Regions from separate parts of the Siniperca chuatsi genome. Here region 2 is linked to region 1. Evidence: chromatin contacts called from public Hi-C data. All regions are on one chromosome and are shown on one strand. The core of a region is the stretch at or near the end of the contact, and the rest is flanking DNA. Distances in the headings are between cores, read along the strand shown.

What was found. Hi-C and Micro-C count contacts between places; a contact is called where the count stands out from the background.
Region 2: a contact with region 1 is called in a Hi-C map of liver, with 2.1 times the contacts expected there. The contact joins the promoter of pde3b here to the enhancer-like site in region 1. A contact is called at or near these places in 2 of 3 Hi-C or Micro-C datasets (liver and skeletal muscle).

The regions. Positions count from the first base shown.
Region 1 is chrLG1:15,813,422-15,817,695 of ASM2008510v1, forward strand. It overlaps pde3b (cGMP-inhibited 3',5'-cyclic phosphodiesterase B), which reads right to left. Exons shown (of 16, transcript XM_044189735.1): 2 at 1,908-1,958; 3 at 712-960. Among protein-coding and RNA genes, the nearest start is that of LOC122873263, 23 kb to the left of the region's middle. Within about 2 kb of position 2,455, the one cell type or tissue checked has an H3K27ac peak away from gene starts, as active enhancers do. A contact at or near this core is called in liver, where this site is marked.
Region 2 is chrLG1:15,847,771-15,852,044 of ASM2008510v1, forward strand. It overlaps pde3b (cGMP-inhibited 3',5'-cyclic phosphodiesterase B), which reads right to left and starts at 2,129. Exons shown (of 16, transcript XM_044189735.1): 1 at 1,094-2,129. The coding sequence starts at 1,981.

The DNA.
Region 1 (4,274 bases), core at 1,205-3,704:
CATGCTTGTCATGTAAACAACATTATCACATCTAAAAGCTACGAGCATTTGTTAACTTAAGCCACGTTCAGACTGACAACAACACAGCGTCAAAAAAACGCAGCCTCATTCATTCATTTCAAAGAGGCCAACAGAAGACCAACACAGGGTCGTATGGTCAAAAAGTTTAACCTGGCTGAACATTCACCACGACAACACAACATGTCATTTGACCAATCAAATATGTGAAAGCCGTAATTCTGTTAACTACCTTGTGATCATCAAGATAGAGGATAAAATGACGCTACAATAACTTGCCAAAGTTGCAAAATCCTTTCTCATGGTATTAAATCATATTTCACACGACTAGTCAGTCAACGCACTTCCCAGGATAACCAAGTGGTAGTTACAGTATCAGTGTCAAGAACTGCAGTAGATGGGCGATTGGCTATTCCAAATTGTAAGAAAAGGGGAAAATGCAAAAAAAGAATAGATAATTAATTTACTTGATATTGCATTACACATAACACTGTGGGCTTACAGCAATGCTGCATAGTTACTGAGATGGAAGTGCAAACAGGAGTGCACTGAAGGAACTTTAAGTAGTTAGTTAGTTCCTAAGTTTAGATACCGGGGCTCCTTCAGTACTGTGACTTTTTGACTGGAATGGCCTATTACTCATCTCTTTATGTATCCATACTAGTTTGGTGCAGTAGTAATGCTTATATCCACCTTAATGGTTTTCCTGTCACTCCTCTCTACAGGGTCCTCCACCTCATCGCAGGGGTAGAAACCTGGGAAGGGGGTGAAAGGGTTGACCCTGGGGCGGCAGGAGCCTGAAAATGTCCCCATGAGGCTGGAGATGCTGCGCAGAGCTGAGATGGTGTGTGGTGACAGAGACGAGTCCATGAGCAGGTCCGACACCAGGTTCCTGGCCTCGTTGATGACTGAAAGATCCACGCCGTTGCCGCTCACTGCACCCTGCCATATGCACGCAAAAGGCACTGTCAGAGAGCAACTTCAGAGCAGCACATTATTTGAACACAAAAAAGTACTCTGTTTTAAAAATGTTTTTGGAAAAGTTTTGTGAGTTGTCAGTTTGCTTGAAAATAGATCCCAAATTTTGGCTTATGGCTTGATACAGAGTTGTCCAATAGCCTCCTGCTGGAGTGCACTGTAATATAGACAACAGAATAGGTGACAATCTACTGATTCATGTCTCTAACGCAAAAGGCTGTTTGGGCTAGTGGTATTGTGGTAGGAACAATGGTATCAGGTACACAATGTTGATAACGATCCTCCATCTCTCTCTTCAATCTTGTTTGCTCCATCTTCATTTCTTTCAAGAATCCCATTTTCCCACTGCTGACTTTCTTGATATTTACTATTGCTAGCTTCTTCTCCCACCTCATTCCTCTCCTGTTGTCTCCTCATCACTCTTCTCTTCCTCTAGCCTTTTACACAACAGTAACAACAACTACAGTATATTGGGAGGCTAATATCTAAAGTGATGTCCCATAAATTGTAAGAGCAGTCTAGCACAAAACAGGTGTAATCCTTGCTTTTTTTAGGGCAGATTTCATGAGGAAAAGTGTTCTGGTTTACAAATAATGATTTTTGGTCTGTGGGACCTAAATTCTTTGAAAGATTACACAAATAGTTCAAACAAGACAAAGAATGTGTCTCAGTATGATAAAATGCGGCATGACAACTATTCCAAGGTCATTGTATGCCAGGTTTTACACAATGTGAATTTTGCCTATCCAAAAAAATCAGGAAAAGAACTGAATGTCCTAAAGGTGAGAGATAAAGATCAGAGACCACTCCATCTGAAAAGACCTGTATTATCTCTGTGTTACCTGAATGATCCATGCACATGTACCTTTATGCTCCAAAAACATATGAGCTGAAATAAACACAGCACTGACCTGATACTGTGGTTTGTACCAGTGTTTCAGATCCCAGTCCCACAAGATCATCTGAAAAACACAAGAGAGACACATAAACTGTCAGTCAAATGTCATCATTGTATATGTGTTTGGCCATAACAGAGAATATGAAATGTATTTACATAGAAAGAACACAGGCTTTGACCTTTGCTCCACTTTCAGCAAACTGCCTTATGACTTTTCAGCGGGGGCACTGGCAGGTCAGCAACTAGCTACTAACTGCTAGTCTATTCTACCTGTTATCTACCTGTTATCTAAACACACAGTGTAGTAACAGTTTACATTAAGGTTTTCTTGCACCACATGTTGCACTTTCTACTACAGGTATGCTAATGCACACTGCCTTAGCGACAGCAGACTGAGGCCTTTCACTGAAAGCAAAAGAAGAAAAGCAAACCACTAAAACCACCGTGGTGCGTCTACAGCGGAGCTATGAGATCTTATCTAGATCCAACTACGTCAATCAGCAGCATTTCCAAGCTATCTGTTGGTAACCAAACAGGAGCTCTCACACGTTACAGCAGTGTATAGTGGTGGAGCGGTGAAGGTGATGCAGGTTGTATAACACTAAGTTGATGGACCTGAAATAACCTAATCCTCTAACTCAAGTATAAATACAATACAAATTTGATAGAAATTAATTAGTTAACGTAGCCATTAACTAGGTTTGCTACACAGTACAGTTATACTTTCAAAGATTTTCTTAACATGTGCATTTAAGTTTTTCAGCCATGCACATATAAGTGAAAGCACTGAAATCTATTACTTTTGACAGCATAACAATAGAAAACATAAAGTCTACAATTTGTGATAAATCTGTGTCCAATGATCTGACGACAAGGACATCGATTTTAAGTCTACATTCATGTTTTAATGGGGAGAAATATAGCAGTTTACCATGTAAAATCCAGGCAGCAGTATACATTTCTTGTAAAAAGTCACCATGCAGTCTCACCCCACACCACAAGGGGGAGAGACACAGAGGATTAAGCCTCATTTGAGAAGCACCTCCACAAACACTATCAACCACAACCTAGCTATAAACACACACCCTCATATAGCCTTCTTTTTAACATCTCAGCCAGTCATCATATTGTCAGGAATAATCAAAGCACATAATACTACATTAAAAATGGGAAAGGATTTTACACTGGATTAATCATCTGGTCATATTCAGCAATGTCAAGAACTTCAATAAGACACTATAATATTATTTATTTAGTAAAACAAATTCTCTTCATTTTAGGGAATGGCTTTAAATTAGATTTTACGATTTCCACTACTGTTCTACTATGTTCTGTGATTACAAAAACAACATATGCCAATTTTCAAAAGCTGCAAGGCCAGGTTTTTAATCTAATAAGAAAAACACAATACATTACGGGAAAAAGTCCCACATATAAATGGCAAAACTAAACTACTTCCAACTACTACTACTTTCCAACTTTCTGTAATATAATGATAATATTTGATATTATACATACACTTTTCTTCATGTCATTCATACAGTACATAAAAACTATAATTAAGGTGGTTAAATAGATCAGTGGCTCTATCCAATCTCCTCTAATCAGTAACTGTTTCATTGATCAAAGTGGGATGTTTGTCATCAGCATCTGTACAATGCTGCCAAACATTTAATATGGCAAATAAGCCCTGCCATGGCAACCCGACATAGAGGCCAGCAAACAATGCTCCATACACCATGGCAACGAGATGGCGGGAGACAGCCCGGAGGACAGAGTTGTTGGCCTTCTGCTTGTTTAATACCTAATCTCAATCTAAAACCTGGCCTTGCAGCAAGCGCACATCGTATCTGTTTGTGTCTACGTTTCTTTTTAAATTAATAGATTAATTTATCTCAACCAAAGGATCATGTTCTGTTGACAATTCCATTTTATACTGACCCTCTCGATCACACACACGCAGTACATAACAGTGATACACTCAAAAAGTCACACAATATAGCGTAGTATGTCTAAAATTTGTCTACACCTCACCGTTACAGTAAGCTCTTTAACTCTGCATAATCTTTGCACAATACACAAAAACACGTCTTCTCCGACTTTCACACAGCACAGAAACAGGAAACGCTGGCTAAATGGGCACTACCACCACCACCACCATCAAAGTGTGTGCCAAGCAACAACTTATTTACAGTTAGGGCCTTATGCCAGTGATGAGATTAAAATATTTTAATGAACAGGAGATCTTTACTGATGTTATGAAAACATGACATGAGGGCAGACACATAGAAAGAGACACACAACTCAGCACTTAGACACGTGTACACATGCAGACACACATGCATACACAGACGCAGACGGCCAAACATATTATATTATT
Region 2 (4,274 bases), core at 879-3,378, 34 kb after region 1:
ATGTGAGCTGATGGCTTGGCATCCACTAAAGAACATGTTTTGCTTTTAAATAAACTATTATACTACTGTATAATACTGACAATAACGTTGCCATTTGTCTACACACAAATTATGGCAACAGCTTGCATCAGCTTTTTTTGTCCACAACATAGTGTATGCAACATGATAGTCTTCATTTTGTATGGATATCACTCGATATAGGTGTATTGGTTTACAAAACTGATGCAAAGTAGAGAGGAGCATCACTTTGCAGTGGACCTGTTAGCTACTGTATGTAAACAGACTGGTTTTATACGGGTTGTACGGGCTTGTGTATACAAGTAAACAAAAAGGAAAAGAAACACACACCGAATGTGGACTGTAGACACTGAATAATCCCTGCATGTGCTCACCATCATTTTGTTTTGTTGACTGCTACAGTCAGATGGAACCATAGGCCACATCACTTGCTATGCAGCTGGTTGTGTTATTATTCAGGGCAGCATGATGTAGATAAGACACTCACATTTCATTGATTATCTGGTATGTTGACTTCTAAATAAATATATTCCCAACACAGTCTAGATAAACATTACTGATGTCATGATGGCAAGAAATGCTGTAGCCATGTTGAATGTTATTGTGTAAATTTTAAGTATTTATAGGCTACAAAACACACTTTAACAGGCTGAAATGCTAAAATTAAATTTAAAATAAATTTGCTTGCTTAAGGTAAAAGTCCTTGCTTGATATTTATAACATATGTAGGCCTATTTAATAACACTGCAAAAAATAATGTTAGATTGCCTGCAACCTGGAATAGTCTGTAATAACCTAGTTAAATCATTCACAACACAATGTTCTCTTTTAGCTACAAGCCATTTAATTATTGAATATCTAATGTTAGGCTGATAATTTGGTGAAATAGCTTAACTGATTTTGTTCTGTGAGGGAATGCTTTTCTGTAGGTCAGTAGTTTGATTTGCATTTTCATGACATAAGATAGGGTGTTTTCCTCTTCTGATGCACATGTGCACTCGGGGTAGCTGTGGATGATCAGTGGGCCTAGTTTTGAACTATAACAACAGACGTGGTCCTGCAGGGGAAGACCTACCTGTTCTCTGGATATACAGGGTAACGAAGGTCTGCGAGGCATTTTACAACTGCCATAATAGCTGGTCGACGTTTCCCCCAGTGAAACACAACTGGACCTTCTCCTAGGTCTGATCACAGGGACCTTTTCCTCCGCGGTGGAAATCCCACTAGGTGCTTCCCTCGACGGATAATAACGGTCGAAACAGAGCCCCAACAGGGAGCCAGAAACCCCCGCAAAGCAGGCGAAGAGCGGTCTGAGCAGTGCAGGCAGACCGCTCAAACTTGTGAAAGAAACAAGCCACACAACGCTGGCAAAAACCAGTATAAGAACACTGTGTTTGAGTTTCAGAGTGGGGATCAGTGTGAGCAGACCCACACATCCCAACACGAATAACAACCTGCCCACCATTTGCATCTGGTGTTGGTCCTCTCCCCATTGCAAAAACCGCAAAACCAAAAAATCCCCGAGGTAACACGATGCTGGCAGTGACACGAGCCAGCATTTACTGCTTTCTTTCTTTTTCCTCCTCAGGTAAAACGTTAGAAAGAAGAAAGCACATCCTATGCTGAATAAAGGACTGATGGACTGGGAGAAGCCCGACAAAAAAGTCCGCAAATCCCAAAGCGAGTCACTTTGCAAGCTCCTAGAAATGAGAAAAGAAACCGCGAAGATTACAAAGGCGCCGACGTAGAGGGCAGAGACCTTTAACAATTTTGAATTAAGAACGTCTTCGTTGCAAAACCTGCACACGTTAAACAAAAATCCCCTCTGATGGTCCTGTTTAAGAGGGGTGACGCAGCTCTTCACATAGCCGTTCCTGAAGCCCTCTGAGCTGTTTACACTTCCAGCTCCGTCGTGGTGCCTTATTTTACTGTGCAAAACCTCTCCTTCCTCCCGTGCAGCCATGGCTCGACTGTGGCTCCTCGTATCCACGCAAAAGTCCCCCTCTTCTAATATTCACGCCGTATTAGCGCTAAACTACATGACAGCAAAAGCACTCCATGGTCACTCAAACGTGCTCCAGCACTTGGACTAAAGAAAGAAGGTGAGATGTTGTTTTTACAGAAATGGGGCTCTCTGTCGCCGCCTAGAGGCGACAACTTAGACCGCAGGGCTTTGTAATGTGGAGCGCTGAACCAATCCTGAGTTCATGTAATATAATCAATGTACTCTGAAGCTGCAGTTAGTGAGGATTTTTTTTAATATTCTCATTTAATAAAGAATGTATCACTAAAACTTAAGGTTACATTTCCATAACAGTTTTACCCTCCAATCCTGCAAGTTTAGATGTTTCAGGTACATTCCTCATGTGTAGGGTCGTCTTTGTTATTATTAATTTTAAATATTTTAGATGTTTTTAGACTTGATTTCATCTGTACACAATTTGAATATCACTTTGTTTAAAATGGAGATAAATTAATATGTGAATTGAGCCGACCGTTACAATTTTTTTATACTTCTCATGGCTCAGTTTATCATCTACGCATATAGTTTAAATTAACTTGGCAATAGTCTAATTAACTGTATAAAGTAATCTTTTACCATCCTAAAATGAATGGGTCTTTTGGGCAAAGTGTCGCCACTGCGTGTCGCTGCATCATGTTGCTCTGGGATCGTTTGGTTCGCCTGCCTTGAGGTTGGTAAATCAGACGATTGTCGATTAAACTGATCACAATAACAACGTTGCCGGCATTAAGTATCGAGTAGTGGTATCATATCTAATAAATATCGTTTTACCTTATTTACGAGATAAATAATGCACAGTCAAAGGCACTGTTCATGACATGAAAAAAGCCCCACTGGATACTCTAGCTAGCTAGCTAACGCTAAATACATAGAGGCTTTCCACAAACGTAAGCTAGCTTGTTGACAACATTAGTTAGCATGACAGACCAACAAGACTTAAATGTCTTTGAATTCAAGATAAATATTCTTGTTTCATGAGAACTGCCAACTTAAGCAAGCAAGTTCTAACCCTAAAACGAAAACTCCTTCCTTAATTTACATAATGTCCTGTTATTTCTATATTGTCCAGTCATAAAAACTTAAACAAGTCACAACAGCAGACAAACTGTGGCGATGTCATTACAGTCTAATCTTGGAGCTGCCACAGACAGCTAATAGACTTTTTTCCCAAGCAGAAATTTTGACATGTCACAGCAGGAAAAGCACCGTTGTAATAAATCATATTAAAGATGACTACATAGCATTTAGTCATGCCAATCCCAGGGCCCTTAAAGTGTGGATGCTGGCTTAGTGGAACCCTTAAATAGAACAGAGCCATCTTTAATGTAATTAGTTACACCTGTGTCTCAGACAAGTCAAAATGTCTGCTGTGGAAAAGGTCTATGGAAAGACAAGGCAGTTTCATCAATATAGCACATTTCATCACAGGTAAACTCAGTCTGCTTTACATTTAAATGCATACAGCAACAAAGAATGTACAGAAGAAGAAAATAAATAAAATACAAGGACAAACAGGAACAAAAGAGAAAGAACACCCACCCTCCACAAGAAACTGACAAACCCTGCATCCACCCACATACACGAACCACAAACACAGACATAAACACAAACACAGAAAATAATAATAAGGTTTTCAGTTTGCTTAATCTGGGCACAGTTGTCTCAGGTCATGAAAGACACTGTGACTGTACCAGGTGGATTGCACATTTTTTTGAAAATTGAAACCATCCCCACAGAACAGGATCTTTTTACTAAGTTAAATGAGAATCCTATAATAAACAATAATTTTAAAAGTAAGCATATAGAGTAGATAGAAGCACATGTGTAGTCATTGTTCTTTGGCTGACAAGGCTCTGTGGTGTAAATAAGCACTTTGCTCTTGACTTGAACCATAAACCCTCCTTATCAGGAAACTTCAATTTGAATGTGTATGACTAAAGACTTGCATTCAAGTGGGTGTTGATCAGTGTAAAAATGAATGTAGTCTATTGTGGTGTTGCAGCCACACAATACAATACAAGTGACAGTGTTACGTTGGTTTGCAAAACTCACAAGAATTAAGAATTTTCCTGAAGACACCAAAAGCAACAATTAATTTAACCTACTAATGAGTATTGTTTGTGTAGCGAAAGCCTGATGTAGCTTATGCCTCTGTGCCATAGAATTCCATGTTCCTCAAAAAACTATTACACACTGGACCACACTGTTGCACAGCGGGATATATCCTTTCATT